2 separate regions of the Zea mays genome follow, and region 1 is linked to region 2. The links are chromatin contacts, called in public Hi-C maps. All regions are on one chromosome and are shown on one strand. Each heading gives the region's core, a stretch centred on a gene start, on an enhancer-like site or on the middle of the called end of the contact. The rest is flanking DNA. Distances are from core to core; before and after follow the strand shown.

What was found. Hi-C and Micro-C count contacts between places; a contact is called where the count stands out from the background.
Region 1: a contact with region 2 is called in a Hi-C map of leaf, with 6 times the contacts expected there. The contact joins the promoter of LOC100191756 here to the promoter of LOC103629496 in region 2. A contact is called at or near these places in 3 of 25 Hi-C or Micro-C datasets (ear, endosperm and leaf).

What each region holds. Positions count from the first base shown.
Region 1 is chr6:84,327,189-84,334,524 of Zm-B73-REFERENCE-NAM-5.0, forward strand. LOC100191756 (putative Solute carrier family 35 member C2) reads right to left here and starts at 2,490. Exons shown (of 12, transcript NM_001137183.1): 1 at 1,938-2,490; 2 at 1,673-1,842; 3 at 1,486-1,571; 4 at 1,341-1,390; 5 at 490-557. The coding sequence starts at 2,239.
Region 2 is chr6:83,798,906-83,805,956 of Zm-B73-REFERENCE-NAM-5.0, forward strand. It overlaps LOC103629496 (probable salt tolerance protein), which reads left to right and starts at 3,983. Exons shown (of 3, transcript NM_001346834.1): 1 at 3,983-4,267. The coding sequence starts at 4,061.

The DNA of each region.
Region 1 (7,336 bases), core at 1,240-3,739, 530 kb after region 2:
CTATTCACTATCCATATATAGGTATTGGTTTTCGATGGCTTATTGAAGCTCTAGATTCTCCAAGTTATGCTAGTCATGTGGGATTTGATGGACCTTAGTTAAATACTGAGTCTATATTTAGTGGGCCTCGGTGGGCCTTAGTTAAATGGGCCGTGCCAGGCCGGCCCGTGGGCTTGACTTGAGGCCCAGGCACGGCCCACAATGTGGGCCGTGCCGGCCCAGGCCCACAATTAGGTTGGGCCGTGCCAGATATGGGCCGTGCCAAAAATTGTGTGCTTTGGGCCGGCCTATTAAGCACAGCACAAATGTACACCTATAGGCGTACCCAGCTTGCCTTGGGAAACAGTGGTGCCTTGTCGCCTAGGCGCCGCCTAGTCATCTAGGTGGATCCAGCACTCAGCTGGACATGCCTAGCCGCCTTTTAAACACTGGGAAAAATACAGTCTAGTAATGACAGGCAAACAGTTAAATCTTAGAAGCACATTGTACCTGTCAACAGAACTCCAGTAGAAATAACAACTATAATTCCTAGAAGCTTGATGCTAGGATTCTCCAACCTTGAAAATAGGAAGAAACATTTAGAGGCGTATAACATCGAAAACAATAAAAAAGAAGAGAAAATGCTTAGACATGCATGTTAGTTAGTTAGCCATGGTGACCACCTTCTTAAGAAAACAAATGAATATTATGAGACTGTAATAAACTTGTCGCAATAAAATAATAAATGGATAGTATGTAATCAAATAAGTTAGTGAATGAGAAGGTTCTATGTGATCCAATGAGGTTGCAATTGTAACAAAACTATCAAAAGAATATGTAATGCTCATGTGTACTTAAAGAATATTTCACAAGTTATAATTAAAGTAGTACCTGAGAAATATTTCATATGACAAGTTATTATAAAAAAGTGTGCTTATTCGAAATTAGCTTACTTACAAGTCTTCTTTGAAAAGGTTACATTGTACCGCTTGGCATATCCAGATACTAGGCAATTTGTGTGGCTGTGTCCATTTGAAGTTCACACCAGATCCTCACGTGGGTTAAGGGAAGTGTGGGTTTATCACTGCTTTACATTGGGACCACATTTTTTGGTTTCATGTAACACGTTTCTAGCTTAAGACTACCATGTTTCATTAGTGCACAGCATTAATTGGCTGCTTCAACTAATTGTCTTCAAAAGGCAGGATAAACATAAAACTGTATCAACAAAAAATTTTGGCAAATCTGTAACGATTGTTGCAGAATATGAGTGTCCTGCTGTACTAATATGGATATAGTGCAATTTACAACTAATTTCCAAGTAGGCAAATTATAACGGGGAAATGAAGCCCAGCACTCACCTAAATGCAAAAGCAAAGAGCAACAAGAATATCGGGGAGGCTGATTTACACTGCAAAAGATCAATTTCATGAACTCTAGTTACTGAACAAATCAAGGAATCTAACTAAAGGAGAGCAAGCAAATTAAATCCTTTGGTAAACACACCATAGTAGCAAACGTCACCGAGATGAACACCAGAGACGCGTTGCTCAGGTTTATGTCCAAGGCCGTCCCGAGAGCAGTTGGCACGACTGCATGCAGAACGGCTAGTAAGGATCGATCGCTACTCAGCCGTAACAAACAAGCAAGAGCAAACCATGGCTGCGAATTTCTCGTAGAGCGAGATCCACACCTCTCATGAAGTAGTCCTTCCACCCCATGTCGACGGCGGCCTCGGGCCCCTTGGGCTGGAACCAGATGATGAGCTTGGAGAGCCCCGCCTGCAGCGCGAAGTGCACGGTGTTCATCAGCAGCGGCGCCGGGAACTTGCCGAGCTTATCCCCCAGCAGCGTCTTGTTATATCTGGCACCCACCACGCAGCAACGAAGCAGTCAGGCCGCCGTCTCCTCCGCAAGCGGGGGGGAAGCAGGAGAGAGGGGGGGATCCAGGCCACTCACAGCGTGAGGCAGGTGCTGAACGCGTACCACACCAGGATGTAGAACCCGGTCCTGAGCACCACGGCGGGCGCCAGCGCGGCACGCTCCAGCGACTCCAGCTTGGTGACGGACTCGCTGGGCCGCAGCCCCCCGCCGGCGGAGCAAGGCGGGTTCTCGACGTGGAACGGCCGGCGCGCCGCCTCCGGATCCGCGGCGGCGGCGGCGGCGTGCATGCTCCGCTGCCGGAAGTAGCCGGACCGCGGGGAGCCCACCTCCGCGGCGGCCCCGTCGTCGTCGCCGCCGCCCTCGGGCTTGGGATGCATGCGGCGCGATTCCGTCCGTGCTCCGAGGCGCTACAAGGCTCCTCGCATTTCGGACCGGGGTGCCGGTGCCAACCGGGCGGGGGATCTGAGAACGCGCCGCGCGAGGGGGAGTGGGGTGGGGGAGCGGGAGCGGGAGCGGCTGCCTGCCGGAACAGGACGGGGACGATGGGGCGGTTGGTTGCTTTGGCGGGTGCGCGCGATGAGCAAGCAGGTCGGGTACTCGGGTGTCCGGACCGGATGGACGCGCCCCGACGGCCCTCCTCCTCATGTGTTTGTGGGGCGCACGCTGGCAGCCGAAGAAGACACCTGTGGCTGTTGTACCTAACACACGGGTAGTACAATATAAAACTGGCTGCACGCCGCCATGGTGATCTCACTCCCAACACAACACATGCTTTTTTTGTGCGGCGATATGTAAGCTCTGACCAACACCTTCTTTCTGCCAGAAGTAGAAACAAAGGACTGCAGGTGGGCTGTGGTTGGGAACTTGGGACTTGGGAGTGCTGCACTTGTGCGTGGCCGCCCAGGACGGAGGACTGCAGGTAGGCACCGCACCTGCTCAGGCTACAGCAAATGCACATCAGGCCCTGAAATTTGGCATTGCTGGAGACACACAGCTAAATGTCAGCATCTAATGGTGCTATATATACACGCTTGAATGCTTCAGATGAAGTGGCCAGTTCTATCACTTTTGCTTCAGGCATTTAATGTAACAGGTCACCTAATCTGTTTTTCTCTTTGTCCGGCATCGACATAGAAGAGTGAAAATAAGCAACTTGCATGTTTCGTATACGACCTGATTGTCCAGAGCGTCTGGAAACCAAAATTTTCATGACCGGTGCACAACAGACAGACGGGAAATGCAAAATACCGACATGAAAATAGGAAATTAGTTTTTATATCGGTTTACCGTTCACCTACAGCAGATAGAATACTACTATTCACGGACAAATTTGTATATCCAATTGAGTGGATAACTACAATTTACTCGTTTGAGTTCATTTTTCACCAACATGTTGCACCCACTGTTTGTGTGCGCTCGCTAACAACGCACACGACCACAAACACTGTAAGGAAAATGGACCTCCGTCTATTTGACTAATTGATTCTGGTGTTTAATGATCAACATAGCCTAATATGGTTGCTAGGGTTTGTGTTTGTAGTTCACAGGATGTTAAAGTGAGCTTTACAACAAAGGACAACCTTAAAAATTTGGTACAACCAGAATAAATAAGATGTTTCGCCTCTTTCAGCACTACACCATAAAATGACTCATTGTCATCATTAGTATTGTCTCCATCCTCATTTTCACCATCCTCTTTATCTTGGTCTTCTACAGTGCATAGGTCTTGTAACATCCCATCAAAACGATCATCACCATAGTTGCCATCCTCAATCACACATGTCCCATGTATCGAATGATCGGCATCTTCCTCAAAGTTCTCTCCATGATGTATCCATTGAATATATGTACTTTCCATCCCATTCATTAATATATGCTTCTCCACAAGGGCTTGATGAAAGGACTTCTGGTTGATGCATCTACTACATGGACACAAAATATCTTCATCCTCACCGAATTTTTTTTGAATAAAGCTCATAAATTCTTTGACACCATTGATATATTCGGGGGAAAACTGTGTACCATTTAACAAACTTCTATTCATCTAATAAAGCATCACAGAAAAACATAAATTAACTATTTTTCAAGGTTTCAAAAGCTAGATCGAACAAAGTCAATCAAAAAACACTGAGACATACCTTGGCAATCGATTTGTGCTGAGGGGAGAACAAGGATTGCCCGAACACCAACCTGAATACCTGAATAATAGCAGATAGATTCAGGGTGCCTCAGTCTAAGGTTTCTGTGGCTATGCCGGTGGACGGGTGGGTGGAGGGGTGGAGTCCAGAGGGCAACAGGTGGAGGCGGGGCTAGCGGCTAGCGGCGGGCGCAGTCGCGCAGGGCGTAGGCGGTGTCGCCGCTTGTCGCAGTGGCAGGCGCAGCGTAGGCGGTGGTGGGAGGCGGAGGTCTTTGGCGAACCGGCGGTGGCGGGCGTAGGGGCAGCCAGTCGGGGTGGGCCAGGTGGTAGGCGCGGGTGGCCGGGCGCAGCAGCAACACAGGCCGGGTGTGGGCGTGTGGCGGCAGGTGAGAGCTCCTGGAGTAGTGGCTGGTGGAGTTATGGAGAGGGTGAGGGAGTTCGTGAGATGCTCCCGGAGTCGTCCTAGTGGCCAGTGCCGACATGCACCCGAGGATTTGTCGTCGTCCTAGAGGCGGAGGCAGAGAATTGGGGATGAATCCTATCTGGTCGTTTTTGTTAAGTGTGCAGAATAGAAGGTAAAACGTTACAATATCTAACTAGAAGCAAAGTTGCACTTGTAGCCTAGTGGTAAGCTTGGTGATTTCCTTGTAGGATGATGAGGTCTCTAGTTTGAATTCTTTATGTGGATTCTTTTTTGTTGGATTTTTTTGTTTTTCTGTTTAAAACCTTCACAATTCATACCTAACATATGGACCCAATCTGAAATGAGCTAATAAGGTGACTGACTAATGGCATTTTTTCTTAGTTGTACCATGAAAATTTTTATTTTGTCATAGTGTCATTATGTATCATAGGATAAATTGTGACGTTTCATATCTAATGATCTGTGACGAATTTGAGTGAACGTAGTGCTTTGGGCTAGGAAATTTGGGCTTATGGGACGAAAAATCTATAATCCTCACAAACGATAGCATATTGGTGACATTTTTTATAAACTTCACGAGGAATCCGTCATAGATTACATGATTTGTTGTAGTGACAGAATCAAAGAGCTGACTTATTTTTACGATTTCTATTGACTCCGGATGAATTTTAAGGTGGGACTAGTTGGGTTGGTTAGATAATCTTCTTATCTTTCTAACCATATCAAGTCCGTCATAATCAGAGTCTGGATGCGTCATGAGCCTCCATTTTAGTGTAGATTGGTCCTGGAACCCGAGATGGAATCGCAACCGAGTCAGACTTGATCTCCTTCCTGTTGTGGACACCCTTGCTGCTCCTGCTCGACACCTTAGCCTTTCCCAAGTCCTTGATGGTCCTCTCCAAACTTCCTAATCATTAAAACATCCATGGCACCAAGCGTAAACTCTAAAACATAATTGATTAGGTTAGAACGAATCTGGAGATTCAGCTTTCGTGCGCGTGCCCGTGTCATCGATCCATGCATTGTTTTTATGCGAGTGATGTCCTCATCAATTATGATAGATTGGTATTGGAGTACCAACAACATATGAGACAAAGAACCTTTCTATCGTCTGCTTGTTTAATTCAGAGGTTTAGATGATATTTAGTAGATTCGTTGGACGTATTATATCTCTTGATCTGACCAACTTGTATCCTAGGACTGGCTGGCATTGAAATCCACATTGCTTAGTCTTGCATTACATGCAATTCATCCACTGAATAACTAATAAGTTTGTCTCAATATTTTTTCCTAGAAAAACACATCTAAAATTAAGGAATATACTATTTGTTGGGGGTATGCTTCGTCGCCGAAGATCCTGTAAGAAGAAACACCTTTGGCAGATCCTCTCAAAAGCAGTACCGAAGTTATCACCCATAAAGCTTCGGCATAGCCACATGTCTCAAGACGAAGGAGTGAACCGACTTAAAGATGAAATGACCAATTGACCCGTGATAGCTTATATTATGATTATAAGCATTTGTAAATGGCATGAATGTAATTTCTCATAGGCTGCGTACTGTGCCTATAAATAGATGAACAGTACCCCTGTACTGTTCACACAATCTTGTAATCGCTTGCACGCGACACTCGAATTATTGTCTCCTGTCAAGACGAAGGTATAAATGTGATTAAATGTTATGTTCTAATATTTAAGTTTGTATGATGAAATATATGAATAAGTTTATGTGTTTAGATATATTATTCTTTCATGTTTCATATTTTATATATTTTATCTTTCATTATTTCATAACTCTAATCACGAAGGCATGACCTTCGTGATCTTTGCTCATGCCCTTCGTCCGAAGTTCATTATACCCTTGGGGAGATAATGCTTCAATGGACGAAGGGCATTAACATTTAATATTTTATGTTGCCTTGTTCTTGATTCGAAGCATTTGAGAACAAGTTCCCAACATTGGCGCCCACCTCCGGTGAACTCACTTCCACTTTTTGAGCTGATGGCTTCGTTCAACAACCAAGCTGAAGTTGCTTCGGCTACGAAGCTGGTGCTCCCGATAACAGGCAGTTCATGCTCAGAGCCGGCCAACAAGAAGCAGAAGAAGGAGGCCCAGAGAAGGGAACAACATGTTGGGTTGCAAGGACCCTTCATCAAGTCAAAATGGTCTCACATCCCAATTACCTTCTCCCAAGAGGACCTTCAGCTCAAGGATTACCCTCACAATGATGTTATGGTCATATCTTGTGTCATCAAGGGATTTCTAGTTCACAATGTTCTGGTTGATACAGGCAGTGCAGCGGATATCATATTTGCTAAGGCCTTCAGATAGATGCAAGAGCTAGAGGATAAGATCTATGATGCTACACACCCTCTTTATGGCTTCGGAGGAAGGCAGATCGTAGCACTTGGCAAGATCACAATGCCAGTGACCTTCGGATTTGTCCACAACACAAGGACTGAACAGGTTGTGTTTGATATTGTTGACATGGAATACCCCTACAATGCAATCATTGGTCATGGGACACTCAACGCCTTCGAAGCAATACTTCATCCAGCATATCTATGCATGAAGATACCTTCGGAACAAGGACCCATTGCTATTCATGGCAGTCAGGACGCTGCTAGAAAAGCTAAAGAAAACTGGACAGATTCAAAAGCAATCCATAACATAGATGGAAATGAAGCTTGTGAACAGTACAAATACAGAAGAGAGAAGGCTGTTTCGGCTGATCAGCCGAAGCCTATGCTTCTATGTGAAGATATAGCAGAGCAGAAGGTATTACTGGGTTCTTAGTTATCTGAAGAGTAGGAGAAAACCTTGATAAGGTTTTTATTCAACAACAAAGATGTTTTTGCATGGTCAGCCAACGATCTCTGTGGTGACAACAGGGATGTCATTGAACATTCACTCA
Region 2 (7,051 bases), core at 2,733-5,232:
TTTTTCCCGAAGCATGTCGTACAATATAGTCAAGTACTTCGGAAGATGCTTCGGGGGCAGCAGTGCCAGTTTCTTCAGCCAAAATTTGTTCTGCTATTTCTGTTTTTTCGGCTTCCAAGGATTTCACCTTGGCGGGCTCTGAAGGCCCAGCTTCAGTTTTAGATTGTTGCTTTGAAGCTTCGGCGACAAAGGCTTCAGTGTGCACTTCGGAAGTTTTAACAATTTTCTTTGGAGATGTGCTTGAAGATTTAATTGTCTCCAAAACATCTAGCACATTAACCATCCTTTTTTCTTTTAGGGGTCACTACTGGACCCTTTTGGCTTTTTGTTGCCTCAGTTTTTGCCAAAGGACTTAAAACTTCTGATGTCTTTATTTCTTCAGCCCTCGGTTCTTCTATTTTTTCCGTCGTTGGCACTTCGGCCAGGACTTCAATATTTGGCAGGGGAGTTGGCTCTTTAGCTTCGGTGGCCGAAGGGGTCTCACCGACAAACTCAGGCACTGTGGCCGGTTCAATATAACGAGGCCGGTGTGTGAGAGCCTTTACCCTTTTTCTCTTCGGCGCCGGCTCGCTAGGAGCGGCTGAAGCAGTTTCCTTTGCAGAAGATGTGTTCTTTCTCTTTTGACCCCGTGTTAGATAACGGTAGTCGGGGTACACAAACCCAATTGCATCAAATACTCGATTGAGTCTCTTCTTCTTTCGGCCTCCGAAGGCCGCTGATAATGCAGTATCTTCGGCCTTTGAATATACTCCAAGCAATTCATCACTTATGGCCTCAATGCTTTTCAGCCAGTCGTCATCTGGCTCGACGAACTTATCTCCGTATTTGAATGTGTATTTTAGCCTGACTCGACGAACTTATCTTCGTCAGGTTCCTTGACGGTTTCCTTCGGCATTTCCCAGTTATCTGCAAGTGGCCATACTCTGAAGGCAATGTGCTCCTGCATTAAATCCCTTGTCCCAATAAAAGAGCACACCACGCCGAAGGCTCTCTGGCATTCTTCGGCTGCTTCATCTATTTCCACCTTCGGCCTCCGGAGGCCGAAGCGTTGCCAGATAGGGCGCATAATGATACCTTTAATATCTTCCCGAGTTTTTAAATCATTCTTCACATAAAACCATTCCGTCATCCAGTTGCCGGGCCATCTTTTTCGAAAGGTTGGTACGGGGCAGCTTGACCTAGACCGGGCCCCGAAGCTGTAGCAGCCAAAATTGACCTAGACCAGGGTTTTGTCTCATACAATAGCTCATGTATGTTGTAGAAACTTTTTGCGTTTGGTTCTAAACCTTGGCTCCTCACGGCCCACACAAAAATGCCCATCCTCATGATTGCTTCGGGAGTAAGTTGATGAAGGTAGATTTCAAATATCTTCAGTATTTCCACGACAAACCTGCTCAAGGGAAATCGCAGTCCAGCTTTTAAGAAGCTTCGGAATATCACGATTTCATTTTCTTCGGGAGTCGGACAAGTCTTCTCTCCTTCGTCAGCCCTCACAATAGACAAGTCCCGAAAATATATGCCCCTCATATTGACAAGATGGCTTTCTTCAATACTCGATTTACCAAAGACCGCATGGCTTGGTCACCAAGGTCGATCTTCGGAGTCTTCACCACCACTATCCACATCATAACTGTCACTGTCACCAGTATCTTCAGATAAACCCTCCAAAATCTCCTTAGTAATCTTCTCTGTATTGGTCTTTGACATTGATTGAAGAAAACCCAGATGCATCTCCTCAGAAAGGCTCAGCTTCGAATCACCAACAACTTTCTTATCCTCAGACATCTCCGCAAACACTGAGAAAGTGCTCTCCAAACCGAAGCTTAAAAATTTAAAAAGTCAAACAAGTGTTGTCGCGCACAGGCTAAAAGTTGAGTGAGCAAGAGCAGATGGCAAGAGAGCATGCCAAATAAACTCGTGGTGAGCTCTTATTTATACGCCTAGCGCGTTGAAAAATGGAGGGTCCCGCTTGTCAATGACTGTTGCTATTCTAGCAAAGAGAAGGTGTTTTTTCGGACCTTCGGCTTAAAGCCTTCGTCCATGTCGCAATATGAATTTATCATTACAGCAAATTAATATTGCGAGGGGCTACTGTTGGGGGCCTTCGGCTTTCAAAGGTCCTCAAAAACATGATTTGATAATGTTTTCCAAGTGAAATATGTGAACAGGTATCTTCGGAATCAGGTTACGGGTATACAAGTGTCTGGTCAAGACGAAGCTTGAGCGGGACGAAAGGCGATCATGACGAAGGATAAGATGATCACGAAGCTATGTGCAGAAGAGTTTCGGCATGGCGGCAGAAAAGAGGAACCGACTTAAAGATGAAAAGCCAAATTAGACCTTGAAAAAATTATTATAGAGTTATTGATAAATGTAAAGGGCATTAATGTAATTCTACACGGGCTGCGTCCCGCGCCTATAAATAGATGAACAGTACTCCCGTACTGTTCACGCTGACTTAGCATTGGCTTTTAGCATCACGCCTGTACCTTTGCTTTCCGTTAATTCGAAGGTACATTTATAATTTGTTATTACAAATTTGATAATGCAAATAAAAATAAGTTGATAATAATATCTGTATTATTATTCGTATTTCATGTATGAATTCTTTTTTATCATCTATCGAGCTTACGAAGGGTTTTTTCCTTCATAACCTTCGTCCGGAATTCATTATATCCGAAGGGATATAATGTTTTGAAGGACGAAGGACTTTAACATTTAACACTTTTTATGTTGCCTTGTTCTTAATTCGAAGCATTTGAGAACAAGTCCCCAACAGTAATGATTGACAATTGAGTACCAACAGTAACAAGTTTGAATATATTGGTATCTATTTCTAATGTGATATTTGATTACGGTTGGACTTAAACAAATATGATTTAACGTTATCGGTTACCCATTACATTACCAACATGTTAACCAAACGACATCAAAGTTGCGACGTACTCCTTCGTTCAAAAAATAACGTCACTTTTGCTATCGGCTACGAACCTAGATGATTCGTAAAAAAATGACATGCCTTGGGAGACCATGTGAGGGTCTGTTTGTTTACCCCCATGGATTATATAATCTGGATTATTTTTGGAGGATTATATAATCTGGATTATATAATCTGGGTAGTCCTGTTTGTTTACCCAGATTATTTGAGTTGTTAATAGTATTCTTTTGTATGAGGAAGACAAGAATGCCCTCTATATTTGTACTAGGTTGAAACTCATATATGAAAAAAAATAATTCAATTGACATTGGCAAATATTGCATTAGCAATATTATCACGGAAGGCATTCATGTCACCTTCTTCACCCCAAATTGACTAGTAGTAGGCACAAAAACGATTCGGTGGATTATAATGGCAATGGTGGGTAATTTATAGGAAACTTGAAAGGGTAGTGGGGAAGTGGGAAAAAAATAATCTGAAATAAGCACCTCCTCACTTGCTTATGGATTATCATAATCCAAGGGGTTAGATTATATAATCTGGGCAAATAAGTTGGACTGTTTATTTGCCTCTTAGGATTATTTAATTCAGATTATATAATCTGGGAGGTAAACAAACAGGCCCTGAGTATAGACATGTCAGCGAGGAGCCGAGGACCCATCGAATGCAAAATTTGGCGCAAACCGGCATCTGCCGGACGGAATGTGCCGACATCGCGCGGGACGCGGGGGGCGGAGCACGTCCGCGGTCCACCCACTCCGCTGTGCCTGCAGCTGACGCCTCCGCCCGTCCCACACTCCCTCTCCCACGCAGCACTGCACGCCTGCGGCCTGAGCTTTGACCACCGCTTCGTCTGTCGTCTAATTCTTCTCCCCCCCGATCCCTACCGGAAGCCCGGAAGCAACCGCCAACCGTACCGCACCCCCACCAAGCGCGCACCTACTCAAAACGCAACAGCGCTCGCTTCCTCGCAGCTAGGTATCTCACTCCTCGCCAAGCGCGCACGTACTCAAAAAGCTCTAGCTCACAGACACGAGCCGTGCGGGGGAGGGAGGGAGGGAGAGAGAGAAAGGGGACCCCGATCCAATCCCAGTCCTCTAAAACCCTAGCGGGGAGCCGGGGATGAGGATCCAGTGCAACGCGTGCGGGGCCGCGGAGGCGCGGGTGCTGTGCTGCGCGGACGAGGCCGCGCTATGCGTCGCCTGCGACGAGGAGGTGCACGCCGCCAACAAGCTCGCCGGGAAGCACCAGCGGGTGCAGCTCCTGACGGACTCCGCCACCGCCGCCGCCTCCCCCGCGCCGGCCGTGCCCAAGTGCGACATCTGTCAGGTGAGGCCCCGAGCCCTCGCTCATCTCTGCTGCCCTCCTCCCTCCATCCCTGTAGTTGGATCGGGTTGGGGGGATTTGGAGTCGTCGCGCACTAGCAGGGTAGGTCTCATGCCTGATGATTTGGCCAGCGCAATGAATAGGCGGCTGAAGCAAAGCTGCTGTTAACCTTTCGGTCTGTAGTAAATTGCCTTACCCGACCAACTCCCCGTGGGATGCAGGACTCTTTTTCTAGAGCATTGGCGCAATTGCTGTATCATGTACCACGTTAACCTTGAGTTCAGTTTTTAAGCTGCCACAGGGTTTCCCTGCAGGATATTGCAATTATGAAGAGATTGACTTGGATGTTGTACTGATGTGCCACTACAGAGGAACCAAAGCATCATTTATCGACCCCTTTATCTGGGAAAAAAAATAAATAAAGCGACCTGTGATTATTACAGTAAACATTGCATTAAGGCTAGCAATGCTGCCTGCCTAAACAGTTATACATGTAAAAAAAGCGCTAGTATTTTTTCTTATTTTAGTCAGCGTACTCCAAGCTCATTCAGTACCAATTGGTTTTGAGCTTTTATTCGCATTGTACTTCAAAGGGATAGGTCTTGCTGCAGTGTCATAGATTTTTGAATTGTGGTGATATGGTTATGCTACAGCACGTTGCTTCTAGCTGGTGTGGTGAAGGTGCAGCGGCTAGGGGGCTTACACAATCGATCATTCGATCTAGAGTACTGCAAATTATCTCTCGGGACATATTTAAATGGATGAACAAGGCAATGATGTGCTACTTTTGTGGTTCAATTAATGCTAAGGTGGGGTTGTGGTTTCAAAGATGAAAGTTATAGGGGCTGTTTGGTTTGACGCCTAAGGCGCCACACCTAAGCTTAGCAGGTTGCCACATGTGTGGCGTGGCTAAGCAACTACACTTAGATATGCATTTGGTTTGCTACTGCGTCTAAGGTTAGGCATGACGAAAAAAGTGTGGTAGGGTTGGGTGCTAGATTCTGACGCCACAGGTGTGGCGATTATTTTTTTGGTGTGGCGAGTGGCTAGAATCATGCCTAAGGAATCGTGGCAGACTAACTTTAGAACACCAAACACATGCCTAAGCCAGTGTGGTACGCCTAACATTAGGCTGTGGCGTCTTAGGTGAACCACATATAGCTTTTTTGGGCTAAATTACATGATTTAAGAAAACAATCGAACACTTCTTTTATTTATCCATCTTTTTTATGCTCTAAAATTAGTACTTGTCAGTTTAAAACCAGCAGTAACAGCCCTTTCCAAGCAAGTTGGGGTAGGATAGAGTTGAAACACAAGATGAGCCACCAACAAGAAGGACAAATTTCTATAAATATAAAAGTATTGAAAGGCATCAATAATAGCAAGGAGAATAATTAAAGTTGACTCGATCATGCTGTCCTGTGTGGACCCAAGTATGAGCATGCATGCTTCACCATACTGCCTGGGTTACTGACCATGTGCGTGCACATGCAATCTCAATTTGCATTTCCAGCCTTGTTTTAATGATATGGATAAGCATTCAATCTAGTGTTCCCTGATAAAGTGTGCACTAGAAATGGCCCAAGCCTCAAGGGTAGCTTTGTTAAACTACAGTGCAAATTTTACTGGAATGACACTTATGTTTAAATGCCAATGGTGAAGATCATTCCAAATGCATGCATATAGAAGCTTTCTCTTCATTTGGTCATATATTCTTCAAGTATGATTGCTTACCATTTTATGAAGGTCTGAAATACTAGAAAGTTACATAGCTAAGTGTACTACAGGTTACGGTACATTTAACTAGAGTGAACCCCAATAGGCTTTACATTGCACTTGTACAAGTTTTCTCTTTTTCACCATCACCTAATTTACCACAGGTGGAAGAAATAGGTAATCTTCAAGATGAAAGACAAAGATGGCTACACAATGCACACACTAGCTCAAGCTCAAGCGCATGTGTGTGTTGCATCCCACAGTCTCCCGCACATGTTTACTTGCACAAGTTCATAAAAAGATGCAGTTACAGCACATGTGCACTTGTAACTACCTTGAGGAAGCTAAAGTGAAACACCATGTGTTTTCTCTAATTGGAACACATTAGTCCCTATCAATTTTTTGTAACCTGTCACATTTACTGATTTTGAAAACCTGGTTAATGCGCCAACCATCAAATTCTAAATTTACTAATTCAGTATAGTGACAATGTGACATCTTTATATTGTATCAACCTAAGTTGTGAGTACTGTAAACAGATAAATTTAGTTGTCTGGTGTGTTTCTGCAAGTTGCACTTGTTTTGTTTCACCGGTTGCTAGATGAGAACCCTTGTTTGTGCACTAAGGGCTACTGCTGTTTGGTACTTTGGGTGTGCCTTCTGTTTATACTCTACAGTGCATTATTGTGAGGATTGAATCACCATATGGATGATGAGTCAACTATATTTTACATTTTGAGTCTGTTGAAATATTGTCCATGGACACGCTGTATCTGAAATCTGAATGTGGCCAACTGGCTGCAGGGGCTCAGGTGGCTGGCGCAAGGAGCAAACAAGCAACAGCCTTATCCTGAGTTGCTATCATGATTTGTTAGTTAGCTACTAGATCCATTTGATAGTTTTATCTCCTAGCTGCTAGTACATTGTTATAAAAGGAGGGCATGTGACCATTAGTTGGCAGGCTAGAAGAATGTCAATGTATTATCTTAATTCCCTTCTATCGTTACCCTTATAGTGTGGCTGCCGGCTATCAGTGAGGTCACGCTGCTGGGGGTCAGGGCCATCTCAACC